Linked DNA regions of Mus musculus: regions 2, 3, 4, 5 and 6 are each linked to region 1. The links are chromatin contacts, called in public HiChIP or PLAC-seq maps. All regions are on one chromosome and are shown on one strand. The core of a region is the stretch at or near the end of the contact, and the rest is flanking DNA. Distances in the headings are between cores, read along the strand shown. Region 1 overlaps Dusp10 (dual specificity phosphatase 10). Region 2 overlaps 1700112H15Rik (RIKEN cDNA 1700112H15 gene). Region 3 overlaps Gm39724 (a long non-coding RNA gene). Region 4 has its middle 48 kb from the start of Gm39724. Region 5 overlaps Gm34068 (predicted gene, 34068). Region 6 overlaps Gm34068 (predicted gene, 34068).

What was found. HiChIP or PLAC-seq counts read pairs in DNA pulled down with a chosen protein or histone mark.
Region 2: a FOXA1 HiChIP or PLAC-seq map of pancreatic cancer cells shows a contact between it and region 1. The contact joins two enhancer-like sites. A contact is called at or near these places in 1 of 484 Hi-C or Micro-C datasets (Th1 cells), 1 of 115 datasets of contacts at active chromatin or transcription factors (pancreatic cancer cells) and 2 of 9 other capture datasets (embryonic tail and embryonic trunk).
Region 3: a FOXA1 HiChIP or PLAC-seq map of pancreatic cancer cells shows a contact between it and region 1. The contact joins two enhancer-like sites. A contact is called at or near these places in 1 of 484 Hi-C or Micro-C datasets (B cells), 5 of 115 datasets of contacts at active chromatin or transcription factors (SST interneurons, astrocytes, a beta-TC-6 cell line and 2 more) and 2 of 9 other capture datasets (embryonic tail and embryonic trunk).
Region 4: a contact with region 1 is called in a FOXA1 HiChIP or PLAC-seq map of pancreatic cancer cells. The contact joins two enhancer-like sites. A contact is called at or near these places in 1 of 15 datasets of contacts at CTCF or cohesin (the NIH/3T3 cell line), 1 of 484 Hi-C or Micro-C datasets (pancreatic cancer cells), 5 of 115 datasets of contacts at active chromatin or transcription factors (the NIH/3T3 cell line, astrocytes, fibro-adipogenic progenitors and 2 more) and 1 of 9 other capture datasets (embryonic trunk).
Region 5: a FOXA1 HiChIP or PLAC-seq map of pancreatic cancer cells shows a contact between it and region 1. The contact joins two enhancer-like sites. A contact is called at or near these places in 1 of 484 Hi-C or Micro-C datasets (pancreatic cancer cells), 4 of 115 datasets of contacts at active chromatin or transcription factors (bone marrow-derived macrophages, double positive thymocytes, pancreatic cancer cells and 1 more) and 1 of 9 other capture datasets (embryonic trunk).
Region 6: a FOXA1 HiChIP or PLAC-seq map of pancreatic cancer cells shows a contact between it and region 1. The contact joins two enhancer-like sites. A contact is called at or near these places in 6 of 115 datasets of contacts at active chromatin or transcription factors (astrocytes, bone marrow-derived macrophages, double positive thymocytes and 2 more) and 2 of 9 other capture datasets (embryonic tail and embryonic trunk).

Annotation. Positions count from the first base shown.
Region 1 is chr1:184,054,425-184,059,562 of GRCm38.p6, reverse strand. All of the region lies in intron 2 of Dusp10 (dual specificity phosphatase 10), which reads right to left. Among named protein-coding and RNA genes, the nearest start is that of Dusp10, 23 kb to the right of the region's middle. Within about 2 kb of position 1,997, at least 22 of the 459 cell types and tissues checked have an H3K27ac peak or open chromatin away from gene starts, as enhancers often do. A contact at or near this core is called in pancreatic cancer cells, where this site is marked.
Region 2 is chr1:184,532,161-184,537,298 of GRCm38.p6, reverse strand. All of the region lies in intron 2 of 1700112H15Rik (RIKEN cDNA 1700112H15 gene), which reads left to right. Among named protein-coding and RNA genes, the nearest start is that of 1700112H15Rik, 23 kb to the left of the region's middle. Within about 2 kb of position 2,953, at least 44 of the 459 cell types and tissues checked have an H3K27ac peak or open chromatin away from gene starts, as enhancers often do. A contact at or near this core is called in pancreatic cancer cells, where this site is marked.
Region 3 is chr1:183,655,854-183,660,991 of GRCm38.p6, reverse strand. The region is part of intron 2 of Gm39724 (a long non-coding RNA gene); the gene reads right to left. Among named protein-coding and RNA genes, the nearest start is that of Gm39724, 27 kb to the right of the region's middle. Within about 2 kb of position 2,186, at least 8 of the 459 cell types and tissues checked have an H3K27ac peak or open chromatin away from gene starts, as enhancers often do. A contact at or near this core is called in pancreatic cancer cells, where this site is marked.
Region 4 is chr1:183,677,082-183,682,219 of GRCm38.p6, reverse strand. No RefSeq gene overlaps it. Among named protein-coding and RNA genes, the nearest start is that of Gm39724, 48 kb to the right of the region's middle. Within about 2 kb of position 2,104, at least 51 of the 459 cell types and tissues checked have an H3K27ac peak or open chromatin away from gene starts, as enhancers often do. A contact at or near this core is called in pancreatic cancer cells, where this site is marked.
Region 5 is chr1:183,758,942-183,764,079 of GRCm38.p6, reverse strand. All of the region lies in intron 1 of Gm34068 (predicted gene, 34068), which reads right to left. Among named protein-coding and RNA genes, the nearest start is that of Gm34068, 13 kb to the right of the region's middle. Within about 2 kb of position 2,284, at least 5 of the 459 cell types and tissues checked have an H3K27ac peak or open chromatin away from gene starts, as enhancers often do. A contact at or near this core is called in pancreatic cancer cells, where this site is marked.
Region 6 is chr1:183,785,943-183,791,080 of GRCm38.p6, reverse strand. The region is part of intron 2 of Gm34068 (predicted gene, 34068); the gene reads right to left. Among named protein-coding and RNA genes, the nearest start is that of Gm34068, 40 kb to the right of the region's middle. Within about 2 kb of position 2,165, at least 19 of the 459 cell types and tissues checked have an H3K27ac peak or open chromatin away from gene starts, as enhancers often do. A contact at or near this core is called in pancreatic cancer cells, where this site is marked.

The DNA of each region.
Region 1 (5,138 bases), core at 748-3,247:
ATAGTCAAGCCAGATATGGTCCAAGGTTGAGATGGTAGTGGGGGTGGGAGGCTGCCTAACCCACCAGGCAAGCCATAAGAAGCAAGCATGTAGAACCTTCTCTTCGCCGGCAGCACTCACAAAAGTTATCCTTTCTCAGAAGAATCCCTCAACCTCATTATGGACAAGACCTGGCTCAAGCTCACCCTGAGGTATCTTTCTGAGCCAAGAACTGTTTTCCTTGGAGACCTTTTGTGTGTTTGGGAAACCCTACATTCTCTGGTTAATCAAGAGGGGAAGGGATGGGGGGACACACTGAGATGGCACTGCAAAGCTGAAGAGGAAGAATGTTAATAGTGTAGTGCTATTAAACAAAGTCATATTTTTCCCAAGAGTGAGCCACATACTCTATGCTGCTCATTTAATTCTCTGAAGGCAGGGCAAATATTCTTTACTTTTCAGGCAGAAGAAGCCTAAATAATCAAACATAGCTAAGCAAACAGATAAAGCTACTCATTAAACCAGCGCATGGCACAAAAGAAAAACTTACTTCACTATCCATGTATCCCTCCACCCCAGGACCATATTTATCTTATACCCCAAATTAAACACATCACAACTTCACAGCGAAAATATGTTTCCCAATGGGATTTAAGTAAAATCCAATAAATCTCTAGAAACATCAAGGGCAAGCTTCAAAAGACTACATTCTTCTACCATGAAGCATTCCCACTGGAAATTATATTCAGAGAAAGTCATCAGAAGTCATCTATGGGCCGGGCGGTGGTGACACCTTTAATCCCAGCACTTGGAAGGCAGAGGCAGTCGGATTTCTGAGTTCGAGGCCAGTCTGGTCTACAAAGTGAGTTCCAGGACAGCCAGGGCTATACAGAAAAACCCTGTCTCAAAAACAAAAAAAAAAAAAACAAAAAAACAAACAAACAAACAAAAAAGTCATCTATGGTCAGGAGAGGGGAGGAAAAGACGAGGGTTACAATGGAGACTGGGGTTGGGACCCATGCCTAATGGTGATGAACAGAACTGGCCAGTCAAATCCGTAAGCCACTCAACTTGTTTTGAAGGAAACCCCACACTCAAACAACAGCGTTTACAGCCATGGATTTTGTAATGATCTGCAGGTCAAAGGGCTTTGGCCTGGGGAATTCAGGAAGCGAGATGGGAGAAGCGCCACTGCTCCTATCACAATTTGGAATGCTTTCTTTAGCCAATGTTTTCAGTCCGCAAAAAATATATCGCAACAGCTTCTACTTCTGACTTCTGTAAGTCAGAGCTATAAGTCTATATTTGGCAAGAATAGTTAGCAACGATAAGTATATTAACCATCAACTGCCTGGAAGGGAAGGCAGGAGCTGCCTCTGCAGCCACATGCCAAAGTCAAATCACCCGCAATGGCTGAGCTCTGCAAGGTCAAACTGAAACCAGGCATGGTCTCCATTCCCACGAAGAGATAGGAGAAAGGGTCTGGAAACCTCTGGAGGTGGTTGTTGTAGTGCCAGGATATAGTAACGGGTCAAAAGCTGAGGTGTCCCCATCTGGTAGACCACATTATGGTCCAACCAATACAGCCTGCTGGTCTGGAGTGGGATCATAGATTATAAACATAAGCTCAAGGTTACTGGAGAACCATCCCAGTAACCATCCCTGCAGCCCAGGAGGGAAGAACAGAAACCTGACCCTGTTTGCACTCCACCTCTGGCACCGTCGGACTTCCTAGGCACATTCCCTGAAGGCCATATCCAACATGGTACAGCGGGGGGAAGACCTCCTGAGGGCAGGGAATCACAGAGTAGCTCTTCTTTCCACACTAAAGGGACTCGGCTTCTTGCTTATGACATTTATTGCCAACCTCTTGGATGCAAGCTCATTGGTTAATTCTTTCATTCTTCCCTCCTGACCCCACCCCTCGAGCACTCCTTAAGCTCAACAAAGCCCTACTACAACACAAAGCAGACAGAGGTGAGTCACAGCAAGAACAGTCCGTTGGTAAGGTGTGAGACATCAATGATCTATTCCAAGGCTCTCTGTGTTTAACCACTCTTTCAAGTCATTCCCTCAGTGTGATACTGTGATACTAAGCAACGCACACCCAGATGACCCTGGCAATCTCCAAAGAGATAAGAGTGACTGTTTGTATGCCAACAAGGTGAGTGGCAGTCTGGGAGCCCTTAACACCTTCCAGATGGAAGTGATACCAGAAAGTAGAAAGCAGGGTTAGAGGCTAGGGAATTTCGGCTCTAGCCCTCAATCTTGATCTAGAGAAGATGAAAGTGAATTGCTCACCTATGGCCAAAAATGTCATCAATCATTCAGACTTAATGAAAACACCATAGAAACTCAAAAGAACAAGGTTTGGTGAGTTTCCAGATGGCTGGGCCATGTGGAAGTGACTGGAGGGATAGCATGCCTACATATGACACAAGACCTGCACATCGTCTTACATGGCTCTGCTGTCTGCCTGTTCATGTGCACGCTTTATAATATCCTTTATATTAAGCAAATTCACTAAATGTTTCTCCAATTTCTGTGAGCTGTCATGGCAAATTAATCAAATCTAGAGAATGAGTTCTAGAACTTTTATTGCCAGCTAGTTGGTCAGAAGTGCAGTGACACCCTGGGACTTGCAACCAGTACCAGGAGTTGGGAGTTCTGCTGCATTTGAGCCTTTGGCCTGGGAGAATCTTACATGATTTCCAAGTGAAATGTTAGGACATGCTGCTGCTGTCAGCTGAGGAACTATTCAAGGAGTAGAAGAAACCTCCACAGGATTATTCTATATGGGGAGGGTGCAGGAATCTGTTTCCGTTCCCATTACAAAGTAATTGAGGCGGGATACAAAGACAGATTTGTTTACTTCCTAGTTTCAGAGACTAAAGCTCTTACAGTATGGTGCTAACTTTGGTGAAGGTCACCTTGGCTGTGTCACATCATGACAGGTGGCATCACAGCTGGGATGGGAAATAGGGGGGACAGAAAACCAGGGTAACAGCTGGGCTGGACTACCCACTTCTTTTCTCATCATTTTTTTTTTAAATAACAACTCTGCTGTCAGGTTTCCACAAAACCAGTCTCATGCTCTACCAGGGACAGTGACAAGTTGACCTCCTATGAGGTATCAAACTTTGCAGTATCACCATGTCGGGAAAACATCGTTTCCAAAACATAGACACTTGAGGGCCACATTCCATCCTATCCTAACCATTGCAGAGCAGACAGCACGCAGGGCTCAGTGACTGTGGTCTCCCAGAAGGGCTCTTCCTGATATTATGAGTATTCTCTCAGCTAACTCCTTGACCACATATCAGAACATCTGCCACTATCCGAAATCATCAATGTCATCCTTAGTTTTTTATTATTGCTAAAAAATGGAGTCCAGAGGATGTGGAAAAAGAGGAACACTCCTCCATTGTTGGTGGGATTGCAAGCTTGTACAACCACTCTGGAAATCAGTCTGACGGTTCCTCAGAAAATTGGACATAGTACTACCAGAGGATCCCGCAATACCTCTTCTGGGCATATATCCAGAAGATGTTCCAACCAGTAAGAAGGACACATGCTCCACTATGTTCATAGCAGCCTTATTTATAATAGCCAGAAGCTGGAAAGAACCCAGATGCCCCTCAACAGAGGAATGGATACAGAAGATGTGGTACATTTACACAATGGAGTACTACTCAGCTATTAAAAAGAATGAATTTATGAAATTCCTAGCCAAATGGATGGACCTGGAGGGCATCATCCTGAGTGAGGTAACCCAATCACAAAGGAACTCACACAATATGTACTCACTGATAAGTGGATATTAGCCCAGAAACTTAGGATACCCAAGATATAAGATACAATTTGCTAAACGCATGAAACTCAAGAAGAACGAAGACCACTTTGCCCCTCCTTAGAAATGGGAACAAAACACCCATGGAAGGAGTTACAGAGACAAAGTATGGAGCTGTGACAAAAGGATGGACCATATCCAGGGATCCATTCCATAATCAGCTTCCAAACGCTGACACCATTGCATACACTAGCAAGATTTTGCTGAAAGGACCTAGATATAGCTGACTCTTGTGAGACTATGCCGGGGCCTAGCAAACACAGAAGTGGATGCTCACAGTCAGCTATTGGATGGATCACAGGGCCCCCAATGGAGCTAGAGAAAGTACCCAAGGAGCTAAAGGGATCTGCAACCCTATAGGTGGAACAACATTATGAACTACCCAGTACCCCAGAGCTCTTGACTCTAGCTGCATATGTATCAAAAGATGGCCTAGTCGGCCATCACTGGAAAGAGAGGCCCATTGGACTTGCAAACTTTATATGCCCCAGGACAGGGGAACGCCAGGGTCAAAAAGTGGGAGTGGGTGGTTAAGGGAGGGGGGGGAGGGTATGGGGGATTTTGGGGATAGCATTGGAAATGTAAATGAGGAAAACACCTAATAAAAAATATTAAAAAAAAAAAAAAGTGGAGCCCAGGAAAGCAAAGGTGCTATTAGGTGGCAAGGCATGTCTGCTCAGGGAAATGGTGGCAGGCTGCCCTGCGCCTCTGCGGTACAGGCTCCGGAAGGTTGTTTGGCATCTTTAGATCCTAGTTTACTTCTGGGTAAAGTAGAGCATCAATGGGCAGCAGAGTTGATACAATAATTAAATGAACCACTACTAAATGAGTTATTCAGAGAAATTGTATTCATTCAGGCTGTACCGTCTGCTCTGAATAGCAAGTGCTCGTTAAATATTTTTAGATGAGATGAACATCAGAATGAGCCAGAAAGAGCCATTAATTATGTGTTGTTCCGCATTATGGTAGGGATTTGGGAGATTAAAAATAGTCCCCAAAGATAAATCTAATTGGAGAGAAAAAGAAGGGATGAGGACGAGGAAACATTAGAAAAAACTGTAGCGAAGTATCAATGCCAGAATGTTCTGAGAACACTGGGAGACTCGCCTGGATGACACCACGGGTCACAGCTCATGGAAGCTGGTGCAGGGAAGATGAACTCTGCTGGTACCAGGCTGAGGAAGAGGCAAAGAACAGTTGCTGGACCTTACATGTGACAAATAGGCCCATAGGTGAGGTTGAGAATAAGATCTGTCACATTTGGCGGCCTCTAGCCTGTCCCTCCTCTCACATGCTCCCATCTCTGTAC
Region 2 (5,138 bases), core at 1,704-4,203, 480 kb before region 1:
GGGTGGGACTTTACACCTGTGTCCACTCCTTCATGTGAGGATTTTGTCTGGTCTGAGCTTTTGGAGGCCCTGTGTACACTGTCTCAGTCTCCCTCCATAAGCTCACGTGTGCACTCACCTTCCTATGTCTGCACAATGCAGTCTCCTTAAAACCGTCCATCACTTCTGACTCTTATAATCTCCCTGTCCCTCAGACATGGTCTCTAACTCAAGGCTCAGGGCTCCGTGTCACAGGAGACAGAGTACTGTTTACGATAGATGGGCGCCCTTGACTCTCTGGGATTTGCCTGTCTCTGCCTCCCTAGTGGTGGGGTTAGAGATGGCTGGCTGGTCCCTGTGCTTGTGCAACCAAGTACTCTGTCCATTGATCCACCTCCCAAAGCCTCCCCACTTTAATTTTTCATGGATTTTCTCCCCCTTTGTATTAGATAAAATGACATTCTAAGTACTCAGACAACATAGCTGTTCCTGTTCTTATAACTTCTAAATTTCCTTTCCTTGTTATCTCAACTTGGTGTTTGCTTAGTCTGTGGCATCATGAGCACCGTGCTTTCTATTTAAGGTGACATGTGACAATTTCCTTTTTTTTTTTTAGAGGGGAGGAAGGTATGATTTTTGAAACTGCGGTTTGCTGAAGCTGGTGAAATGTATTGGTTTTGTTGACAAATTTCTTGGTCTAAACTGCTGACATTTCTCAGCCTGCTACTAGATTGTGCAACATTATGCAACTTTATGTGGAAATAAATGAGTTTATTAGTGATGAGTGTGTGTTTGCGGCTGCATCTGTGTGTGATAATAGACAACTTTTGTGGGTACTTACAGCAATAATGACACTGCTGTTTTTCAGTTCACCCTTTACCATAAACTATGTCATTATTCACTTCAGTGGGGGCATACAACCTCAAAGAATGTTACGAGAGTGGCTTGTTGAAAAGAAGTAATGGACGGTGGGTCGTTGAGTAAGCCTCTGCTGGCAGGGCTATGTGATAGCTGAGCGCAAGGCTTCTGTCATGTTGGTGGTCTATGATATTTCTGTTTTAAACCATTCATATCTGACACTGCTTTGTCCTTCAGACCAAGGCATTTCCAGTGACTGAATTCAACAGAATATTTTCCAAAGCCTACCTTAACCACTCATGGAGTCAGCTTGTACTTCAAGGAGTGTCTGGGGTAAGGGGCGGTCCCTGCTTCACAGAGTATATAGTCAGACATTAAAGTATGTGAGTGTCTAATTCAACCCAACAAATGTCAGAAACCCTGAAAGATGTAGTAAGCAGAATATTGTTGAGCTGTGCAATGGCTGGAATGGCTGGACTGGGGGTGGGGCGGAGCTAAGGTGAAAAGCATTGTGGGAGATTAGCACTAGACTAGCAAAGGGAAGAATTAGTGGGTATTCAGAAGATTGAACAGTGCGCTTTAGTTGGTGAGGCTCACATAAGAAGTTAAGGAGGAAGGAACAACATGTTGTGGGAAGGCAAGGGAAATGAAACCATAGAATAAGCAGTCCAGCTAAAATCCCCTCACGGGGGATTGGCAATGTCTCAGCTTCACCCAAGAGTTTTACATCAGACCTGAAAGTGTGAAGCAGAATCAGTGGCTGAGTCAGTGGACACTGGTTACATGTTGGTAGACAAAGGTGGGTAGAAACTGGTCTGCATTGAAGATGCTTGGGCCAGTCCGAGATAAGCAGAGTGGTCATTTCAACATGTTTGAAGACATGCTGGACTTCAGGTGAAGTCTAGAACTCAGGGTTCAACCTAGCCTTGTGCAGGGTGGCAGGCCATGTAGACTCTAAAAGGAGCCATAAGACTCAGTCCTTAGGGAAGTCTGCATATACAGCAAGGAAGTTTGGGAAGTTTGCAGCAGGGATTGCTTCTGTGGGTGATGGGGGCTTTGGAGGAGGTGGGAACAGAGGAATCAACACACTGTGATTGTAGAGTGATCGTCCAGTAGGAGGAAGGGTCAGGTGAAGGCGATGGCTGCTAACTGTTAAGAGTCTTTTCATAGGAGAGGCCCCGAGGACTTGATAGGATACCATAATAGAATCGAGAGGAGGGGTGGATACCAGATGTGCTTCTCATGTAAACCTCTGAGGATTCAGGAGCTCTGAATACAGGGAGGAACTGTGAGATGGAGGGAGAGAATAATCACAAGCCCGGTGGCTTTGGTGGCTGAGTTTACAGTGCTCACAGCTCATTTGGGGGTATGATAGTCTGGACTCAAGGGGCCCCTAGAACATCTACAGAAGCCTAGAAGTAGATCTACTTAATACTCGTACTGGCCATTTGAGCTGTCAGTAGACTGGAGACCTCAGCTCTTGTCGTCACACTACCCCTTACCAGTACTCACTGACAAGGGGTTAAACTATGTAACTCCTACTTCTTCCTCCACAGGTGACCATAGAGACGGTGCTGTGAGGATCAATCTAGGGATGGACATAAGAGGCCATGGGACACTCATCTTCTGATGAGTGACACCCCTCTCTTCTTAGCTATTTCCAAGGGCATGGGGATGATGGTAGTAGACTTTGCCCCAGGACCCTTCTCTCTCTGTAAATTCTAACAGAGCAGACACCTTCCAAGCAACAGAGGTGAGTCAATATTTCCTAGGACTTGTGGTTTCACATTGAGTCAACATTATTCTAACACCTTCTAATGCTCTTCATACTGACAGCAGGCAGTAAGTGGCAGACAGTGGGTCAGAACCGCAAGGGGCTTCAGGGCCAGCCGAGTTCTTCCTCAGAGCTCTGAGAAAGCCACAGCGAGATCCTTTTCTTCTGGTAGCTATAAGAAAGTGCTCGAAATGTGTTGGCATAGATGACTGTTCTCTATTAAAAGTAGAAGGAATAATAAATTCATAGTGAACATCTTTAGGAAGATGTATGCTACAGTTCTGGAAGTGTGAAAGTCAAGAGAAGGTGAGAAAGCACAACTCCCACAACACACAGACACATGGGCACACACACACTCACACACACAAAGGAAACAACAACAAAGACCAAATTGCTATGAGCCACTATGACTCAGAGTTCACCAACAGGGAAGAAACATATAAATTAGGGGAAAAGTTCCTCAAAGTTCCTGAAAGAGATTACCATTATTTCCTGTTGGTGTCCGGGCAGAGCTGATGGTGGCTCAAGGGGGCCTCCGCTGGTTTAGAAGAATCCTGAAATTTCATGTGGGCTATTTTTTTTTTTCTTTTTTATGGTGGAAAATCAAGCAGAGTCAAAACAAGAAAGGAAAGCTCTCCCCTCCCCCCTCCTTTTAATATCGTTTTCAGTAGCACAATGCATTAAAGCAAGGCATTTTTTTTCCCTCATAGTAATACGGCTTCAGGACATGATTTAGATGGAAAATTTAAGTAAGATTAATGCAATTTATTATCCGACAGGATATCCCTACAAGCCACACTATTTGGCTGAATTTTAGATTCCCAATCTAATATTTCAGATGAGATTTCCAGATGGGTGTCTTATTCCTCTATTAGTTTAGTCAGGGTGATGGAGAGTTTGTAAAACAGGAGAGGTTAAACTAGTTTTAACACTTGATTAATCATTGAAATTACATTGTTACTGCCTGAGTCCACTGGATGTTGTTTATTAAGGGGGCTCCCTAAGACCCAAAGCCAACACAAACTACAGGCGCTTTTCCAACTTGGCTAATTTATTTGATGACTTCTTCAAAGGGATTTTTTTTTAAAAGTAAATTTATGGTTACATTGAAAAGCTGCTCAAAGCTTTCTGTTTGGTTTTCAAAATACTAAAGTGTGGGATTATAACACTGAAAAGAAAATAGGTATGGGCACACTACACACACCACACACAGACACACACATACAGACACACATACAGGCACACACAAGGACACACAGGCACACACAGACATACACAGACACATAACACACACAGACACATATACACAGACACACACAGACACACACACAGACACAGACACACACACCTCTAAATTCTAATTTCCTGAAACAATATTGAGAAGGTAAATCTTTAAATACAAAATGTATGAATAATTGCTACTTCCTCCCAGAGACAACATGAAGCCTTCCAAGGTGACAAACCAGACATATATACTCTGCCATTTTATAAACCACTGGCCAGTGAACCAAGGGAAGCTAATGCCAGTGTGCCCAGTAAAGCTGTATAGAGAGAAGTATGTGCTGGGGAAAAAGGCACAAATAAGCGCATGCGTACGGGAGGAAGGCTGGGTGCAGACACTGGACAAACCTCCAAACCAGAGCTTCTTTTGTGGATACGAAAATTTCCTGAAGTCTGGGCTTGGTAAATTGATTACAATCTCTTCTCAGAGACCTATCAGGAGAAAACGAGTGAGTTGCAGACATAAATATGAATTCCAGAGCCCAACTCATAAATGAATTCCTAAATGCTGACCGAGCCAGAACCGAGCATTGGAAAACCACTTGGCAGGAACCATTAGTTTCAAAATGAGATGAACTGCTCTATTTAGCCCTCATTGAAAACTTTACAGAAACGCCAGATTTCCATAAACACAGGTTTCCTTGAGTTTCCAGGGCTTTGATTAACTGGTGGACAAGAGCTTCGCAGACACAGATTTTTTGTGTTATATTCAGCCTGGATGGGTTTGGGATCTGGAAACCAACACAGAGTAGTCCCTTGCCTTTCTGGGATGTTAACTCTTCCCTGACTTCCAGAAGGCTCCTTTTGTTATAGGGAGTTTGGAGAATTAAGAATTAGTTTAGGGTTTAAAAACGCGGTTATAGATCATATTCCTGTCAGCTGTGTCATCATCTGTTAAGCTTTTTATGACTGATTGACAGCCTGCTGCTTTATGGTTTGGCTCTAATGCCCCAAAGGAATGAGAATTAAAAAATACACTTCTGTCCTTACTGAGAAAGTCATAAAGCTGTGGCCTCGGCTCAGTAAGGAGATTGCTTGCAAGACATATTTTCGTTTTTAAATGTGTTTTCATTTTTCTTCTTTCGGCCATATTCCTCCATTGATCCTGGCACTCCAGACGGTCTCTAAAGTCTGTGCAGCTTAGATGCTCATCACCAAACGTTCTGCCTCTGCTTCTCAGCCTCCCCTCCTCCTCTTCCTCTCCTCCTCCTCTCCATCCTCCTCCTTTTTCTTCTTCTTCTTCTTC
Region 3 (5,138 bases), core at 937-3,436, 400 kb after region 1:
CCTTCTTTCCAACTATTCAAATACAACGGTTTTGATATAAGACACAAGGCTCCTGAGTAAGCAAAGAAACAGACAAACAGCAAACAGTAACAAGATGCTTCCCAACTTCTTTAGAGCAATGATTCCTTCCTGGCAGCAGAGAGAAGCCCTGAGGGAGCACAGAGGGAACTTTTAAACCATCCACAGACTGATACAATCTGGGCTTTCCAATGACACCCCAACAAGATCAGCATCCACTGACATAAACCAGTCAGATAACTCTGCTGCTGCCAAATCCTCAGAAGGGCAATGTCGTTGGCATAAAGGGAGATATGCTTGGCCTCAGATCAAGTATGGGAGCCATAAAATCAAAGTCACAAGTCAGGAAGGACTTACCTTCCGTCTCATAAACTGAACAAGCAAAGAGGGAAGAATTAATATTTCCTAAGCTTGCCATGTCTGGTGAGTGAAGGGGCATGCTATTTGGCTTGGGAGAATGCAGGAATAGAGCCATAGCTATGATACAAATGTCGACAAGAATCCATTCGTTTATGATTTCACTTATTCATAAGTCAGCCAGGGGTTATCAAATAGCTGAATACATGTCAAGGCTAAAACTCAGGAACAGGAGCTATAAGTAGATAGATGGATAGATAGATAGATAGATAGATAGATAGATAGATAGATAGATAGATAGATGAGATAAGAGAGAGATAGTGCATACATAGATACATAGATTATGGATAGACAGATAATAAATAGATGGATAGAGGATGGATACATAAATACATGGATGGATAGATAGGTGGTAGATAGATAGATAGATAGATAGATAGATAGATAGATAGATAGATGGTGTATACATAGATAGATTATGGATAGAGAGAGAGATAGAAAGAAAGAGATAGAGAGATATAGAGAGAGATAGGTAGATAGATGACAGATAGATAGATAGATAGATAGATAGATAGATAATAGATGGATAGAGGATGGATACATAGATACATAAATACATAGATGGATAGATAGATGATAGATTATGGGTAGATTATTTATAGATAGATAGATAGATAGATAGATAGATAGATAGATAATAGATGGATAGAGGATGGATACATAGATACATAAATACATAGATGGATAGATAGATGATAGATTATGGGTAGATTATTTATAGATAGATAGATAGATAGATAGATAGATAGATAGATAGATAGATAGATAGATAGATTATGGATAGATAGAGGATGGATACATAGATACATAAATACATAGATGGATAGATGATAGATTATGGATAGATAGATAGATAGATAGATAGATAGATAGATAGATAGAGGATGGATACATAAATACATAGATGGATAGATAAATGATAGATTATGGATAGATAGATAGATAGATAGATAGATAGATAGATAGATAGATAGATAGATAGAGGCAGAGCAAGCACAGTCCCTAGCAGAAGGAAATCAATCTAGTTGAGGTGTAAGATGAACAGACAAATACAATGTGATGAGTTCATGTCTGACCCTGAGTCAGGCACGGGGCACTGAGGAATCCCCAGCTATTTGGGGACAATGCCACCACCTTCTGAGAAAGCCTGCTCTGATCTGAGCTTACCTCCTGCAGCAGCCTGGCCACTCAGTGAGAAGGGCAAGGATTCCCAGGAGGGAGCCTGTCTTAAGCCCACTCAGGGTCACACTTGTGGCCCTCAGTGGCCTGTCACTCTCACATGGCAGTGGTCCATCCCTCTCACGTGGCACTCTAGGTTCTACAGAAGCTTCTGTCGTGCCCTCTCCTCACTTCAAACAAATTAACTTACAGAAAAGTAAACGTATTTGTCTGCAAAGAAAATCCAGATGCTGCTCCCAACGGTCAAAGTTCCAAGGTCAGATCAAATAAGCAAGTCTGAACTTCAGAGAGACACAGCTCAGTGCAAGGACGGCTCATCCACTATCGCCAAGGCCCTGAGGAGCTCTCTGTACCCCTGACCCTTCCTAGCCTCCTATAGATATCCATGACAGAAATACATTTCCCTGAGGCCAGCCTTCAATGGATCTATTTCCTGTTGATAGTAGAACAATAAACCCTTCAAACACTAGGTGTCAGGGACACTCTTGTTTCTGATCTGTAGACCCAGGCTCTGCCTGGGTAACTAGCATTCCTAGTAGTGTTCAGGTGACACGGATATGGTTAGCACTGATGTCACTGTAGGACACAGGTCCCTTTTACACATTCTAGCTCTTGTCATAGACAATTAACAATGCAGAGAGGAAGTGACTCACTAGACAATTCACTGGAGTGGAAGTTTCGGTCAATAACTGGCCAGGTCAACCCTGACTCTATACCAGGAACGCGCAGTAAGCATCTACCTCTCTGAGACAGAACATGGGATGATTGGACACCACCCAGAAAGTCCAGCTAAAATTGATCAAAGACACTACTTGGGCCAACGGCATGTTCATTTTCCTATGAGTAGCAAAGTGTGGGGAAGGCATCTGTTGGCCTCTTCTTTGCAGACCTTGACTGCCTTGAACAACAGGATTATCATTCCTCAGCTGGCCAGACTACCTTTCTGCCAGCCCGCGCCATCTTGAACACTCTCCACATTAAGTCGAGAACACATGAGCCTAGCCTACTGTGTGATTCTCGAAGGCACAGCCTCAGCAGGGACTATTTGAAATAGTTTATTCCTGGCCTTTGATATCATGACCACCTATGAACTCTAGCCTACCCTGAGCAGAGAGGGGAACGCCTCCTCCGACAGTCTAGCTGATGAACTGCTATGACAGGGCTAAGAAAGAAGGCTGGGATGGATCTAAAACGCAAACCTCAGTGACTGTCACTGATGTTCAGAAGCCAGGCTGTGATCAACTCAAACAAACATCTGTGATAGGTAAAAACCAGCTGTGACTGGTCCAGAGTGGCTGTAATCAGTTCAAAACTCTTTCCTGGGCTATATAAGCAGATTGCTAATGCCCGGTTGGTTATTTCGCTAGGAGACACTCACTGCTGCTGCCTGCCTTGGTGTTAAAGCTTTAGCCTAATGAATCTCTAGGATGCTTTTCTCTTGCTTACTTCCAGTAGCGTGGGCTGAGCTGGTAACAAGAAGAAAGATGGCTGAGTATGGTGGCAACATCAGAAGAGAAGTGACCCAGAAAGCCAGGGAGCTGGCATGGCAGCCGTGAAAGCAACATGGCAGCCAGCTGCATCTCAGCTGAAGACACAGCAGGTTCCCAGCTCCCAAGGGGCCTGCCTGATCAGGTGCCCCAGTCAGTCCTGGTAGAGTTTGTTACTCCCAAGTTACTCCAGTCTAACTGGGTTATGGAAGGAGCCAAGTGGTCGGCCAAACAGCCCAGGAGCAATCACGGCAGGAAGTAGACATCAGAAATAGACATGAAGTCACAATGTGCCCTAGCTGCAAACACAGCAAGGCCAGCTTAGCTGACCGACGGCTAAAGAAGAGGCAGTTGAGCCATTGAAGTAAGGCAGGGTAGGATAAAGGTTGGCAGAACTGGACTGCTGACAAGAGAGCCGAGAGTAAAGAGGAATAGAAAGCCAGAAAAGAGAAACTGCATGGCATGATCTCCGGATTCCCAGAGTGCCATGGCTCTCATACCTCAGGCTCAGAGTTCTATCATAGGTCACTGCCAAAGGCTAAGGGTGCCAAGAGCCTAAGGCCTACAGCAAATCTGTAACACTTGTGATCCTAAATGCTGATGCGCAAGAGGCCCATATGGGGACCTAACACTAGAGGGCGCCACTTGCTACCACTTCTGGCTGCCTACTGCTGCTGCTCCCTGAGAACATCCAGAGAGGGCACTTGAAGAGCTGCTTCTTGTCTACACAAGATTCCTACCCAGGGGGGGCTAAGGACCCTCAGCCAGAAGGTTGCAACGGGATGGAATGGGAAAAGGCTGTGTTCTGAGTTAGAAGCCAGAAAGCAAGCGAGACTCTACATGGAAACCTGTGGACCCGCAGCTCTGAAGAAGTGGCTTTGGGAGACACGTCAGGGAATACCTCATTTAAGGGGCACCTCAGGCACACTGTATCTTTTCACCTTTTGGGTTTAGGCTGGTCTTCCTTAGGCTGGCTATTTGACAAGACCATGATGGTGACTTACGTCGCTTTAGAAAGTATTCTTACTCCTGTCATAAAAGAATGAGAAGCCCAAGTCTGGGAACTAGAGAACCAACTGTAGGTAGGAAACAGGCGTAGAACCAAGGGTGAGAGTGTGACAGACCTTCCAGAAGCCGAGATCTCGGAGTCTTTCTGGGAATGGTGCCCCCGTCCCCGCCCTTGCCCCGCCCCCACCCCACCCTGCACCCCCAGCATCCCTGAATTCACCTCTCCCCTGGACATGGACTATAACTGACAGTGATATTACCAGAGTGGTAAAGAACCAGTTTGCTTGTTGTTTCAAATATTTAATCATCTGGACCTTGGTGCTTTTGTATTTAGTTACTTTTCTCATTGCTACAGCACCCTTGACAAGGAACAAGTCGAGGAGGGAAGGATTTATTCAGACTCACAGTTGGTCAGGGAATAGACCATCATGGCCAGGAAGAACAGAATGGCTGCCACTACACACCTTTTCAATAGACGTGCACATAAAGTGCACATACAGGTGAATAAGTCATGACTTGCCCATACCTTTGTGCCATTTGTCATTGAAACAAAATAAAGAGCTGTGTACGAGAGTTCAAATCCCCATACTGCACAAACACCTACACTATTAGAGTTAACATGAAATGTGGCTATGGTCTCTGCTTGTCCGCATCTGGGCAGGCTTTCTCTTGGCATTTCTCACGGGTGATGCCCGAATGTTGTGTTTTATTTTGATAACACCAGCAGCAGAGAAACCCATTTTACAAAAGCACTTTCACAATAGGATCACGTGACTTTCAAGGGTGTCTTAGTGAGCACCATTTCTTTTTTATTTCCAATTTTTTTATTAGGTATTTACTTCATTTACATTTCAAATGCTATCCTGAAAGTCCCCTATACCCTCCCCCCCTTTGCTCCCTTACCCACCCACTCCCACTTCTTGGCCCTGGTGTTTCCCCTGTACTGGAGATAAAGTTTGCAAGATTGTACTGGCTGGTTTTGTGTGTCAACTTGACCCAGGCTGGAGTTATCACAGAGAAAGGAGCTTC
Region 4 (5,138 bases), core at 855-3,354, 380 kb after region 1:
GGAACTCACATGAGCTGCCGTGATGATGGAAGAAACTGAGATGAAGACAATTCAGAGTCTGTCTGGCGTGAATAGAATAATCTCTATGTTCACCTATGAGCAGTTCCAGAAGCTAAGAAAGTACTTCCAGATAGACTGGTTCCCTAAGGAGGCAATTCTGCAGGCCTTGGCTGAGGAACTCAAACTGCCCAAAGAAGTCATCAGCTACTGGTTCTTCAAGCAGCGTCAAAGAGAGATGAGGCACAGGCAGTTTTTGAAGGGCTACAAGGGTTGGATAACACGCTGTCGTCACTACTGTACAACAAGAAGGACCACCAGGCAGAAGAACTCCGAGGAGTGCTCTCAGAATGACCCTGGACTCCCCGAAGCGTTGGAAGCCTTGAAGAGTCTCAAGCTCTCTTCTGGGTACCAAAGCAGAGATGCAATGTCACAGGATTTCTGACTTTTCAACTTCCTTGTTGGGGCAGGGGTCTGTTGGGATTTATGTCTATGGAAGAAGGTACATTAATAATAATGCTTGCATTCATAGAATCGATTAAAAAAATGAACCAAGCATTCAAGCACGTGAGTCTGTGGGGGCCATACCTATTCAAACCACCACACCAGCATAAAGTATAAACAAATGAAAGACTATAGAATATACACAGAAGCAAAAAAATTAAAATTAAAATTTTAAAAAAATTTTTTAAAAAGGACACTTAATACATTCTCCAGAAGTGGACAATAGACACCAGCAGGAAGACAGCTTTTTCTCTATAGCCAATGACTGACAGCATTTCAGTGCTAAAGATTATCCATCATTATCAAAGCTGCTGTGACAGAGCGGACCTTCGCCTGGGAGTCCAAAATGGAGTCCCTATTACTCTGTGATGAGCCTTGATTTTCATTTTATCTTTCTATTATACATCTATCCTCTTTCACTTAGAACAAAGAGATCTTCCACCTTCCATTTGCCTCACTAGCACCTAGGCCTGGCTTTGCATGTGTCTACTACAGCTGGGAGAAAGTGGTTTTCAAACCAGGACCGATGGCATTGTGTCCGGAGTCCACGGGAAACCCAGACAAGTCCAAGAATTGCAAAGTCCACTGCAACTCCCAAAAGAGTCTTTTATTGTTCCACATTGGAACTCGGATTGCCTGCCTCGAACTCACTGAGTGAATGCTGGCAAGCAACCCTGAGTTCAGAAAACACTGGGTTTATATACGGTATAGTTATGAATGTTCACAGAAAAGGGGAGTAAAGGGCTGTAATCATTTGGTGGAAAGGTACAGAAGTGGGAGGGGGTTAATGGGTGTCTGTTCAGGGACTAACTTCATAGCCAGTCATAACTGTCTCTGACCTGACCTCTGATTTCCCTTGAGCTTGTGATTTTTCTAAGGTCTCAAGGACAAGCACCCTGAAGAGTTCGGCTGTTTATCAAGAGTGTTGGAGACAAAAAGGCGGGGAGGATGTCTCAAGCTGTCCCCTCAAAATGTCTTCATTTAGGGGGAGTTTGATGGGTAGTGCCATTCTAACAATAGGGGAGGGGCCAAGGAGGAGTAGGCTTGCTGCAGGGGTGGGATGGTGGTGGTGGTGGCAGGGAACACAGAGGCAAACTGTACACACACTCAAGTCTCTCTAGTATCATTAATTTGGGGGTTACAACAATGGCAAGTTGGTGGCATGAAGGGAATCTGCACTTTGGGATGGGACCACTTTTTGTGCAGATGTTTCTATAACCCCAGACTCTCTACAGGACACTGCATGAGGGTAAGGTGGGAAAGCAGATCTCTTCTAAAGGAAACAGTTTTGTCTGTCAATCCCAGTTAAGATCGTTTCTGAGGCCTGCACTGCAGTTCTGTTTACTCTTCCCATGTATAAAATAGCTTTAATTTGAAATTACAAGTAAGAACACAAACCACAGGAATGTAGCACAGGCATTGTCACGCTTAGGAGGTAAGTAGAAAGACAGCCAGGAAGAATCCCGAGTCACCAAGCTCCAGTGAAATCAAAACGAAGTTGGGTGCGAGAGAGCGCTAGAAAAAACGTTAAGATTTCCTGCAAGTGGCTCCTCCTCACACCACACCACCAAATACTTAAGCTGTGATGCAAGCTGATAACATTTGGCACTCGCAGGGGTTTCTCAGTTTTGCAGTTTCCATGCAAACTCTGATTAATCCTGACAGTGCTCCTCAGAGAGCTGCTGGCCTGGAGCCAGACGAAGTGTGCGCGCCCTCACGTTGATTGCATAAGTTCACACAACAACCAATCCTTCTCTCCACAATTTCCCATCATCCATGGCTTAAATTCTCATGACAGATTTTAGGCAAACTCGCCTCTTCAAACTGTCCCTCTGTTCAAACTGTCTCCAGCCCCAACCCCAGGATCATGTCTCCCCTCGGAGTTCACTGGCTTCGGTTTTATATTCAAACATATTCCAGGATTCCCATCTGAGCCCGAAGAAAGTTTAATGGTCCCTGACTCCAACATTCTCCTGTGTGGGCATAAACCTCCATTTGTGTTCATAGAGTGATAGTACAACTACCCATCCTTCATCGCCTTTCCCTCCCTCAAAATAAGAAAATTGAGGCAAAACCAAACACTCAAAAAAAAAAAAAAAAAAAACTATTTGTTCACTAAAAGAAAAAATAGGAAACTCAGGAGACCTAAAACACAGCTCTGTCTCACTGTCACTGTGACTGGGATGAAGCACCCTGACAAATAGGGAAGATTTGTGTCTTACAACTTCAGGTTACTGTTTATCATTGAAGTTAGGGAGGCAGGAGCTTGAGATAGCCAGTCATGTCATATATACGGCAAAGACCAGGGAAAACTAGACACAGTCACACTGCCAGCTTGCTCTATTCAGCTAGCTTTCTTTACTTGTACAGTCCAGCCTATAAATGATGCCACCTCCACTTAGGGTGTTCCTTCCCAAACTTTGCTAACCAAAGCAATCAAGATAACCCCCCAGAGACATGCCCACGGGCCAATCTGATCAAGGCAATTTCTCCTTCAGGCTCCCTTCCCACGTGCTTCTAGGTTGTGACATGTTGATGTTTTTTTTGGTTTTTTTTTTTTTTTTTGGTTTTTTTTTTTATTACGTATTTTCCTCAATTACATTTCCAATGCTATCCCAAAAGTCCCCCATACCCTCCCCCCCCCCCACTTCCCTACCCACTCATTCCCATATTTTGGCCCTGGCATTCCCCTGTACTGGGGCATATAAAGTTTGTGTGTCCAATGGGCCTCTCTTTCCAGTGATGGCCGACTAGGCCATCTTTTGATACATATGCAGCTAGAGTCAAGAGCTCTGGGGTACTGGTTAGTTCATAATGTTGTTGCACCTACAGGGTTGCAGATCTCTTTAGCTCCTTAGATACTTTCTCTAGCTCCTCCATTGGGGGCCCTGTGATCCATCCAATAGCTGACTGTGAGCATCCACTTGTCCCACCATTCCTCAAGGAAAGTTTAAAACTCAAGTGAGGTGTCCTTATTTGTAAAACACTAGACCATCTATGTTTAAATATATAAGTCAGATCTTCTATCACCACTTACTAACAAAGAGAAAGATAAATGCGTAGTTGTATTAAATCACTGGTGAGGGAGGGAAGGTGCCTAGTGAGTAAGAGCTATCGGTGTACAAGCATGAGAACATGAGTTCAAATCCCCAGCACTCAGGTAAAGAGTTGGTCACAGCCATACATACCTACAACCCCAGCAGTATCAGGGGCAGAAATAAGAAAATCAGTGAATCTCGCAGACTCCCAGCCAAGTTAAGTGGAAGAGCCTGTCTCAAAAGGAATAGAGTGAGAGGTATCAGAAGAAGACACCTGACACACTGTCCTCTAGCCTCTACAAGGAGGCCATGTAAGTATTCCCACACACATATAACACACACACACAAACAAACACACACACACGTACATATAACATACATACACACACAGGTACATATAACACACATACACACACACACATGTACATATAACACACACAAACACATACATGTACATATAACACACATACACACACATGTACATATAACACACATACACACACGTACATATAACACACATACACACACACGTACATATAACACACATACACACACATGTACATATAACACACACAAACACACACATGTACATATAACACACATACACACACACGTACATATAACACACATACACACACACATGTACATATAACACACAAACACACACATGTACATATAACACACACACACACACACACACACAAAAGCTTCTGTTCCCCTAACCCGAGTGTGTTCTGGCTCTGCTAGGAATTAACCTAATCTGTTTCTCAGTGCGCCTGGGTCTATGGGGCCTCCCTCTCATTCGGCCTCATTTCTGATGAATTAATTAGATAGCTGAAATCAGCTAAATGAAATGCCCTCCCCCACAAACCTATCTTAAAATACCTATGAAACATCTAAGGTAGTATTTTCATATGCCCAACGATGTGGAGGGGAAACCCCCAGAAGAAAGATGAAAGCCCCAGTAGAATTATGGCAAAGCCAATCAAATGGAGACAATTACCTCCCCAAACCACATGGGTGACTTAAAGTCAAATGAATGTGAATCTAATAAAACAAAAATCACAGAGCCAATATTTTTAAAATTTAAGATGATAATATAAGGAATAGAGCAAGAAAGAAAAAATAATTAAATAGGCCATTTTAATTAAACACTCCAGAAACCCTGATTTTACAACCTCATCCCTCTATAAATATGGCTTCTCATTAATAATTTAACCTGAACAGTTCAAACTACCAGCTTTAGGGAGCACAACCTAACAGTCCACTTATAATGGCTATAAATTCCTCAGGTTAGACAAAATTAAATGATCACCAACCACTCAATATGGAAGTTAATGACTCTCTCAAGTCCCATCACATCTTTAAAACATTACTGTCTTGACGTTATCTCATTTTACTGTGTCTTTGGAATCTCTGAAAGCCTCACGGGGCTCTGTGGGGACAGGGCTCACCAAAGGTACCATGTGTTGAGAAGTCTGTGTTCATTCGCCATGATTCTTGGCTTGGATGATTCACCACCAGTCACATCTTCTCAGGCTCTCAGTTACCAAAAGGGTAGGTCACCATGACAAGTTAAGACTGGGGAAAACCAATGAA
Region 5 (5,138 bases), core at 1,035-3,534, 300 kb after region 1:
GTGGGAACCCAACTCCTCAGGCCTTGCCATAAGGACAGCTGTCTGCATTACACTCCCACACCACTCCTAGAAGAGGCTTAGCTACTACCAATAGATGATTAACTGATTGATGATAGAAATATGGGTAGATAGATGGATGGATGGATGGATGGATGGATGGATGGATGGATGGGTAGATAGATAGATAGATAGATAGATAGATAGATAAGATTATAGATACATATATGGATGGTTGATAGAACATAGCTAGATAGATGATATGAAAAGAGTTGTGTAATTTGAGATAAGCCTTGAAGAATGAGTTCATTTGTTATCTCAAAGGTAAAGGAAGAGACAACATCTTTAGGCGTCACCACTTGCCTGGTTTTTCTGCCTAGCAGTTTTCTTCTTGATGTTAAGACCTATTACCTCGGGAACAAAAAACCACATAGATGTCCATGAAAATAGATAGGGCAAGTAACTGATCACATGCTTGCTGTGCATTAAAGAAGATGGCACTTGATGCAGAGAGAAACCTGTGATCTGGGCTAGTTTAGCATGTAGCTGAGTTCTCAGGGTTTTTAGAAGTAAACGGTCAAAGTGTTTGGGGTGGGTCTGTCAGGAGGTCTCCCAGGAAAGAGAGGGTCAGTGGGGTGATCTTTCTGGCTGTTATGCATACATTATATCAGAACAAGGAGATACTAAAAGCACAACGCACTGGGTGTGCCTGTGCGTCTTTGCAGCAAGTGGGCTTTGTTTGGAGACAGAGCAAACAAAGGGTCACCCTTACTTAATCTGGGGAGGTTCAGGGTCATGGCTCAGCCACTCCAAGCCTTGGTTTCTAGTATCACAGGGATCTCTGTGGATTAGAATAAGGTAGAAGCAACCCTCAGCCAAGTGTGAACAGCACCCTGCTTTGGGGTACTAGATATCAAGATTATTCTCATTACCAAGAAAGATAGCGGTGCATTCATCTCTTGGTGAGGTAATACAGCCCAGAAGTGGTGTTGAAGGCAGGCAAACATGAACAAGTAGATGCCACACACGGAAGGAAAAGCTGAAGCCACTCACTGCTTAGGCTTTTGGGAGCTCAGGCCTCGGAACTAAAGGATTTCTTTCCTTTGGAAACAATCTCCTGTATGTCAAGCTGGGCAATGTCTCTCAAGCTCACTGTGTAGCTGAAGAATAACCCTGATCTTCTGGTCTTTCTGCCTCTGTCCCCCAAGTGCTAGGATTACAAGTGTGGGCCCACACCCAGTTTATGCACTGCTTAGGGACTGGACCTGTGGCTTTGTGTATGGTAGGCAAGTCCTCTTCCAACAGAAATGCATCGCCAAGTATGTCCCATACACCCAACCTCCAAGAGAACTTTATATTTCTATTTCTCTATCCCACAACTGGTACATGGAAAAGTATATGAATTATATAGGCTAAAAGTTATTGTCCTTTATCAACTGTTTCTTCCACGAGCAAGAATGATAAATGGAATGTTGGGTCACTGGTATTGGCATAGATAAAATAAGCTCTAAAAATTGATAGCATGCATACCAGCCTTTCTTCTCATTGCCAAGTACCAATATATCAGCTGTCACCAAGCTGTAACAGTCCACAACTGCCAGTGGCCAGATATTGATTTCTCTTATAGTCAGCAGCAACTGAAGCTGTACACCTGTGCGCGTGTGCGTGTGTGCGCGTGCACACACACACACAGGGTTGGGGGTAGGGGAGAGAACCTCTAAACCCTACAAATGAATTAAATATGTTTTTCTTAGAAAAAGACGTTTTTATTTCTAAGACAAGATTTATTTCAAACCTTTCATTAGAACTCATGTGTGGCCTGGCAGTGGTGGTGCATGCCTTTAATCCCAGCACTTGGGAGGCAGAGGCAGGCGGATTTCTGAGTTCAAGGCCAGCCTGGTCTACAGAGTGAGTTCCAGGACAGCCAGGGCTACACAGAGAAACCCTGTCTCAAAAAAAAAAAGGAATTTGTGTTGTGTACATGTGTGCATGCCTGTGTGTGCCTGTGCATATGTGTGTCTGTGAGTGTTTGTGTGTGTGTGTGTTCATAATTTCACATATGGAGGACAGAAGTCAGCTTACATGGTTTCTTCTAATTTTTTCCATCTTATTTTCTTGAGACATGGCCTCTCATTGAACCTGAGCCACAGGATCTGCCTGTCCCCTCCCCAGTTCATTTGCAGACATGTGCCACCATGCCAAGCTTCAGCTTCTCCATGGATGCTGGGAATATGAATTCACACCCCCATGTTTGTACAGCAAATACATCACCCACTGAGTCACCACCTCAAACTTAGAACTGATTCTTGAGTGAGACTGCCAACGTTCTCATGGGGAGCTAACTACCCCGCAGTAACCCTACACTCAAGCACACAAAGGGGATTGAACTTGGCCCATGGTTTCTCTTGATTCCTAACAAGATGCTTTGTCATGGGTGTGTTCTCAACACTCCCGAGAAAGCAGGTAAGCCACCCATGGGACAAGAAGACCAACCTTCTCTTCAGATCCAATTGCATGTTCCTTTCAGAGCCGAACATTGTTATGAGTTTCACTGTTCGGCTTTCCTCCATTAGAGTGGGTAATGGAACATGAACCCTGCATGGCAAGTTCTATGATCTATGAGCAGCCCATACCCATAGCAGATTTATGACATAGGAAAAATTATGTCTTTAATATCCTTGGCTATCTCTTCTGGCTGTTTTCCTTGCTAGGCCAGCTAACCACCCTTTTAAGCAGCCTCCTTTGTGTGTTCTTTGTCCAATATTAACCCATGGTTGAAGTCTGTCCTAGTTTATTCTGGTTTAACAGTGCTTATATATGTCTCATGTTTTATTCCTTAAAAGACACAGTCTCTTCATTCATATTACACCAGCGTTTCCCTGGTGGTCATACATGAGAAAGGAACACACACGTGTGTGTGTGTGTGTGTGTGTGTGTGTGTGTGTGTGTGAAAATATTCTCAAAGCCTCCAAAAAGTGAGAATTATTGATGTCATTATACACTTGACTTCATAGTGGTTAATTACATGTTTAGTCAGGTTCCTACTGACACATATGAGCCAACCCTGATCTCCATACTTAGTGATATCATACTGACAATTTGAAGTTATCTGCGGTGAAAGCATTTACACCATGGCTATTGGCAATTGCTATATATCAGGGCTAACCTCTTCAGTCGCCTAGAGAGTCAACTTACCACCACATCCCATGCATAAGGTGTCTTAATTTAAATAGAGATGACATTGTATCTGTCTAATATTTTATTGGGTGACTTCTTCCAACATGGCATAAAATACTTTGACCACAGATATGCATATCTCAACTTGGACAAGCTCAACCATATCCGTCCTGTTCATTTATACACACTTAGCATACACATTGTCCAAAATACCACATATGAAACAAGCTTACACATAGACACATCTTACATCTTCACTTGTGTGCACACATATACACATACCTCAGAGTATAATTCAACATGAGAAAGATATTTAGAAAAAACATTTTAGTATGTTCTGTGTTAGTACATGATAGGTTGTTGTCAAAGGCTTAAAATTCCCAGAGAAGTGAATATCAACAACTGACAAGACCGGAAGCCATTTAACTACTTCAGGAAAGGGTATCATTATAACACTCATGAATCCTATCATCTTCTCAGGATAGAGGCTAAGGTTTGAAATGAAAGTTGCCTCCCTGCCCCCAATCTTTTAAAGTGCTCAAGGTATTAATAAGTTTAGTGGCAAGATTTCCTCAAGGTCTTTCCTGTGTGCTCCCAGATCACTGGAGAACCAGAGCCTGTGAGGTCCATGACTCAAGCCACTTCCTCTCCTCCTTGCCACTCTCCTGCTGGACTCAACAAAACACACAGGAATGTCACACTGGCCTGTGGCGGTCTTTAGGCCACCCTCTGCTTTTTAATCCTTTCATGGCATTTGGCATGAGCGTCCTGGCCATGCTTGGTCAGTGCTGGTCAGCATCTCTTTTAGGAGCTCACCAGGCCTTCATGTCCTGTGCCTGTAGTACTGACTTCCTACTGCTTAACTCTGGAATGAATGGAGACTTTCTCATCTCTGGTGAGTGTAATTCAGGAGCTAGAGCACTAGATGATTGGCAGCTACCAAGTCTAGTGAATGTGAAAAATAAATTTCATAGTCAACATAAGCATGAGGTGTGAGTTTCAGGATGAAGCTTTATTGTAAAAGAGAGATTAAGAGAAAGGAGATGAACAGAGCTCCCAAAACAAGAATGTGTGTGTGTGTACACATACATATATGGCTTAATTAATACTATCTGTATATATACATACTATCTGTGTATATACATACTATCTGTATATATTCTTACTATCTATATATATGCATATATGTGTATATGTATATATACAAATACACATATATGTGTATACACACATATATAATTAAGTATACATATATATAATTAAGCATACACTTATATAAGTATATATACGCATATGTATATATTATAAAGCTTAATAAGGTTGCATTTTGGAGGAGATGAGTTGGTGAGTTCAGTTGGCCCACCATGAGATACTCATGCACATCCCATCCAGTACTTAGTCTATAGTTTGACAGACATCTTCTAGGGACAAGGAAGTATATAATCGCGGGTCCCTTCCAGGCAGCTATGCTCATTAGATGGCTGTGTAAAAGAGGAATAAGTATAAAGACAAGAAACCAGAAACCCAAAGAGTCTCCCTAAACATTGTTGACTTTTCTGGCCTCTGTCCCCAGGACAGCATTGCAATATAACCAAGGACATTTCTGGATTCTGGCCAAGATAGAACTTGTTACCAAGAATAAGAAGCAGAAATCACCTCCTAGCTCCAAGCCTTCTGATGGCTAGCTCTAATTGCCATCTTAACACAATCTAGACTCACCCAGAAGAAAGGCCTCTGAGCATATCTATGAAGAATTATCTTAATCACACCAGTTTGTGTAAAGGAACTCACCCACTGTGGGCAGTACCATTCCCTGTGCTTGGGGTCCTGGACTGTGCAGGAGTAGAAAAACAAACTTGCTCCACTCTGCTCTCCACTGTAGATGTGATATGCCCAGTTGCTTCAAGCTCCTGTGGTCTTGGCTTCCCTGGAACAATGGGATATAATCTGAAATTGTGAGCCAA
Region 6 (5,138 bases), core at 916-3,415, 270 kb after region 1:
TGTCATGGGAATGTCATGTATCTCAGTATCTCATCCAAACCTGAGGGGAGTCAACCACTGAGCTAATCAACAGCATCTTGACCATGATAAGATACATATCACTGGAAAAGAGAACTGCCCAGAAGACAGTTTTAGATGTTACCAAACTCTGGCCTTCTACCCTCCAATTCAACCTTTCAGTGATATCACTGACTTTCGAAAAGGGGGGTTCAATGACACTAAGAGAAAGGACAAAGGTCAGCCACATCTCTCTAATTGACAGCATCGAGTAAAAATCCAAATAAGTCTGCCACTGGCTTGGGTCACAGAGAGGTCACAGAAAAGAGTAGCCTGCTTAACAGGAATAGGCGGAAACTTGCAACCAAATTAGTCATGATGCAAGCTTCTCTGTCTAATTTCAAAGACTCTTAGCATATGGGAAATTCTTCAAAGAAGCAGAAAAATTGGCTGTACATTGTTTGCCCTTGGAGGCATCTTTATTAAATTATAAATAGATGCATTTTTTCCACATGAAAATCAGCACGAAGGGGAGCTTTGTTACGCTGTTTGGCTCTCTGTGCAAACTTTGCTTTTAGTTATCCTGATCATACCAAATCACCCCCACGTTCCTTCAGCATCAGGTCTTCTAAGAAGCACAAAGCACAGACAGTAAAGGCAATTCCTACCACATCACCTAAAATGTGAATCAATAGTAACAAATAATTGGGTATTCTTACATCACTTGGCCCCTGTCTAGATTCCATGGGTTCAAGTTGCTTTTCTTCCCTTGTTTTATAATATAACCCCTTATCAGCATTCTCTTTTGTTTCTTTTGGAGTGAGTCTGCTAGCCTCCAACCATCTCTTCCTCAGGTCAGGAAGGCTTCCTTAGATTCTTCCCAACTTCAATATTTAACACTCTCCTCCCAGCCCAGTTGACTTAAAAAAAAATATGTTTATCTCTAGAGTGTGTAGATCAAAACTTCAGACTTCTAAAACTCCATCCCAGCAGTAATAAAATATCTGCTGATGTTTTTAGCCATGATAAAAACTGAGTTATCTATAAAGATACATTTCAAGCATGTTCCTAGAAGTCACAGTTAAGTCTGGCAATATATAAGCTAAATGATATTACTTAGTTCTACTTTAGAGAGGGGAGAAATGAAGGTGAAAACTCAAGGACTATGCATAAGCCTGGCCGACTATTGCAATTTGAACTGAGCTTCAGAATTTCCTTCTTTTCCCTTCTTACTATACCCAGCACAAATGTCACATTGTCCTAGAATTCAGATATGGTTCAGTGAGATAAATAAATATGTTATTAAATACCAGGATATATTAGCATGTAGTTTTCAGGCACAGGTGGGTTTAGGTTGTTACAAATCCACATTTAAAAGCCACTGTTCGCTGAGTATTTACTGTGTTGTTAATAAAACTGCAAAGTTACATGTCTTTAATATATTTACCATCTCTTCCTATTCTTTACTTCAAGGATAATACAATTGTATGACAGATGTAGAAACTGAAGCATAGAAAAGTTAAAGAACTTGCACTGAGACTTGTAAGTAGTGACTTGATTCAAAAATTGACCTCATGGTATCTCTCTAGACTCCATGACTGTGCATGGATGGGTTCTTTTGCTCTATGCATGTAAAATTGATGCCCAAAGCCCTACATTAACGCAGTGTGAATTGGGAATATTCAATCATCCAGACATGCTCCCTCTTTACTTCTGTAGGATATATATATATATATATATATATATATATATATATATATATATATATACAGAGAGAGAGAGAGAGAGAGAGAGAGAGAGAATGTCAAGTAGAGCCTGATTACAAAAGAGTGTTCTGTACTATGCGTTTCCTCTTTTGACTGGTTAGTGTTAGAATGCAGCCCACAGTAAGACAAGTGTCTAGTCTTATAAATAATACATGCAATCCAAATGATCCAATTTGTATAAACCAAACTCTTTCAAGCCCTTTCAAAGAAACATGGGACAATGAAAAGAATGTGGACATTAAAGTCACATAACTGGGTTTTTGTCTGTTTTGTTATTATGTTAATGTTTAATTCTCCAGTGTGGGTACAGAAGCTCTGGTTTGCGACTCATGTTCATTACCATGGTGTGAATACTCCCATCATGACTCATTTCACAATTTCAACACTCTGCACTGGGTTGGAAAGAGACAATGACATTTGTTGACTCCCAAGTGCAAGTCATTTTCAGTACACAACTGTTGGCAGACCCTAATCTAACCCTGGCTTGAAAACCCTCAGAACAAAATCTGGGGTGAGATACTTTACCTTTCTAAGTGATGATCTCCACTTCTGTTAAGTAGAGGACATAACACTACCAGCAAGGAGGGTGTGACCAGAAGGCTGTAAGGAGGAGAATAAACATCAGCTTTTTAGCCTTCCTGAGGAAGCTATGCCTTCTGACAAAGAAACACTCTGTAAGCATAGCCTATGCCTTGGAGTCATTCAGGAGCACTCTGGTAAGGTGGATTGGCCATGTGTCAAGGCAGAAGTCCTGATGAGAACAGACCCTCACCATCCTTCTTTCCTGTTTTAAGCTGAAAGCTTTATTCCAGATGTGCTGACTCTGTCAATGCCATGTAGTAATATCATGTACCTATTTTCTATAGGTTGAAACATCCCCTCCTAGAGAGAGGAAAAGGGTCAGAGGATCTGGGAACTCACAAGTTTACAAGATCTGGGAAACTCAAAATTCACAAGACCCTTAAAGCCCCTTACCAAAAATCAGTAAGTAATTGCTAAGACAATCAGAAGCTTTGGGGGTAGCCCTGCCTGTAAGTTGCATGGAAGATACCAGTGGTATAGCTTCCACGAGTCATCACCAGTACTGAGATCAGAGTCACCCTGGTAGGTAATTCTAATAAACTCATTGTTCACTAATATGAACCTGGATGGAACAAGGTTTCTTTGGTCTGCTGTTGTCAGATCTGGATGTAATTCAAAGTAACTTCCTCAAGAACAGTTGTGGATCAAGGACAAAGCAAGACTGGTCCAATGGTAGGAATAGCAAGAGAGACAAACAAACAAACAAACAAACAAACAAATGAGATTACTAGGGTTTCTCACCTTGATCCTTGACCTTCCTGCCTGCTCCAAGGGAAATTAAGGGAGCGCCACTACTTGTTAACTATCTTAGCATGCACTGACTCTTGCACCAGGGACATGACCCATCAGCATGCCAACCCCTTTAGAGAAGTATCTGGGGAGAGGGTGCTCTGCCACTCCACATTTCCTCTAGTGCACAATTGCTGGGATGATCCAACCCCATGAAGTAGAGTCCAGACTTGTAAGCAGTGTTGTGCTGTTCAATTGTCCCCTTAGCTTTCCTTCATTTGAGTGAATCTAAATTGATCCTAGCTATTCCAAAAGAAAAAGAAATGACACCTAGCTGCAATCTTATATAGCCCTTACAATCACCTGCTACTCCTCCAAATCACATCCCCCATCAAGCAGTGGAATTGAGTTAGTATTGTGGAGAATACTCAAAAGATTGTGTTTACTCTATGCCCAGCAGAACAGTTCAAAAATGTGTTCAGTAAGAATAACATTAGTGAAGCAAGCAGCTCCCTCCCAAGCAGTGGGTTTTGAAGAAAACAAAGCATGTCGGTGGCTGTACAGAACTGAGTCCTATTGCTTGTACTAGTGAGTTTCACTGTTCAATGCAAGACTCATTATCCCAACGTCATGGACCATGTTAAATTAATCCCAACATTAAATCACAATTTTCTGTGTTGAGGAGCCACTGGGTAGTGGGCTTTTGGCTCAGCACCCAGAATTACTTGAGCCTTTGGTTTCTGTGTGTGGTAACTTGGCCACAAATACATCCTGAGATTCATTAGATAAGAAGGATATTTTCAGATTTGCATAAGTTGAGCTCAAATTTGCTGTGAACTAGAACACTCCAAACCTCAGTTTCGTTAAATGGATTTGGGTTAGTAAGAATTGAGGATCCAGAGTGTCCTCAGTTAAATTCCCCCTTAGGAAATGCCACCTCTTCACATGTTTCCCAAGGGTCTTGTTTTTCTGTCCTTTCAGCTCCTCACCAAGTATGAAAAGTGATAAAAGGAAATATGTCTGCCTAAAGTATACCCAAGATGTCCAGTTACAAAACATTAAGTAGAAATTTCTTTTTGTATGTCGAGCCAATGTCTCAGACAAAAGCAAAAGGATTCTGACCAAGAATGTGAGGAGAGCTGAGGATACAAGAAGGTGGCCTTCAGACTCCCAAGGCTGTGAGATCTTGTCAGGACCATTCTGTTCTTCACTGTGTTACAGTGTTCTAAGAGTCCATCTAATTTAGGGATTCAAGGAACTCTAATGAAATTCGTGAAATTACCTCATGAAAATGACATTTGCAAAGTCAGGTTCCTTGTCTCAGCTTTCATTTTAGCAGTCTGTTTGCTTGTTTGGCTTTGAGATAGGGTCTCAGGTATCCTCTGTCTGGTCTCAGGCATACTGCATAGCCAAGAACAGCCCTAAGTTCCTGATCGCCTGTCTCCACTTCCTACACTGTAGGGACTTCAGGTGTGTAACACAAGCATCTGGTGCTGTGGTTGACAATAACAATGAGAAACCACAATGGCTGTGTCAATAGTTTGTCACTGACACAGGTTCCTAAAGGGCCTTACTTTGCTACTTAGACTATTATAAGTCCATAATGTGTTGAAAAATGCCATGTAGAACTGTTTTGTGTGCACATGTGCATGTGTGTGCATGTGTATGCATATGTATGGACATGTGTGCATGTGTGTGCATATATATGCACATGTGAGCATGTGTGTGCATATGTTTGCATACATATGTGTGCATACATATGTGTATGTGTATTTGTGTGCATATATGTACAACAAAATTATGAACTCCTCAAATGTAAATGGGTATTTTCCTTATCCAAGTCAGATTTTCAACAAATGTTTTTATCCTTCAGCACAGGCCTGCCTAAATACAGGGAGATTCTCCCTTGCCTCTAGGATATTGAGAACAAGACACAGCTCCTTCTTCAGGGATTTTCTTCTGCTACTTCTGCTCTAAGTTTTTCATGAACCTGTAGTGGGTACAGTCAGGAACTGGGTCTGGAGTTACAGACTATCACCATGGGGATGGACCCTCAGAGACAAG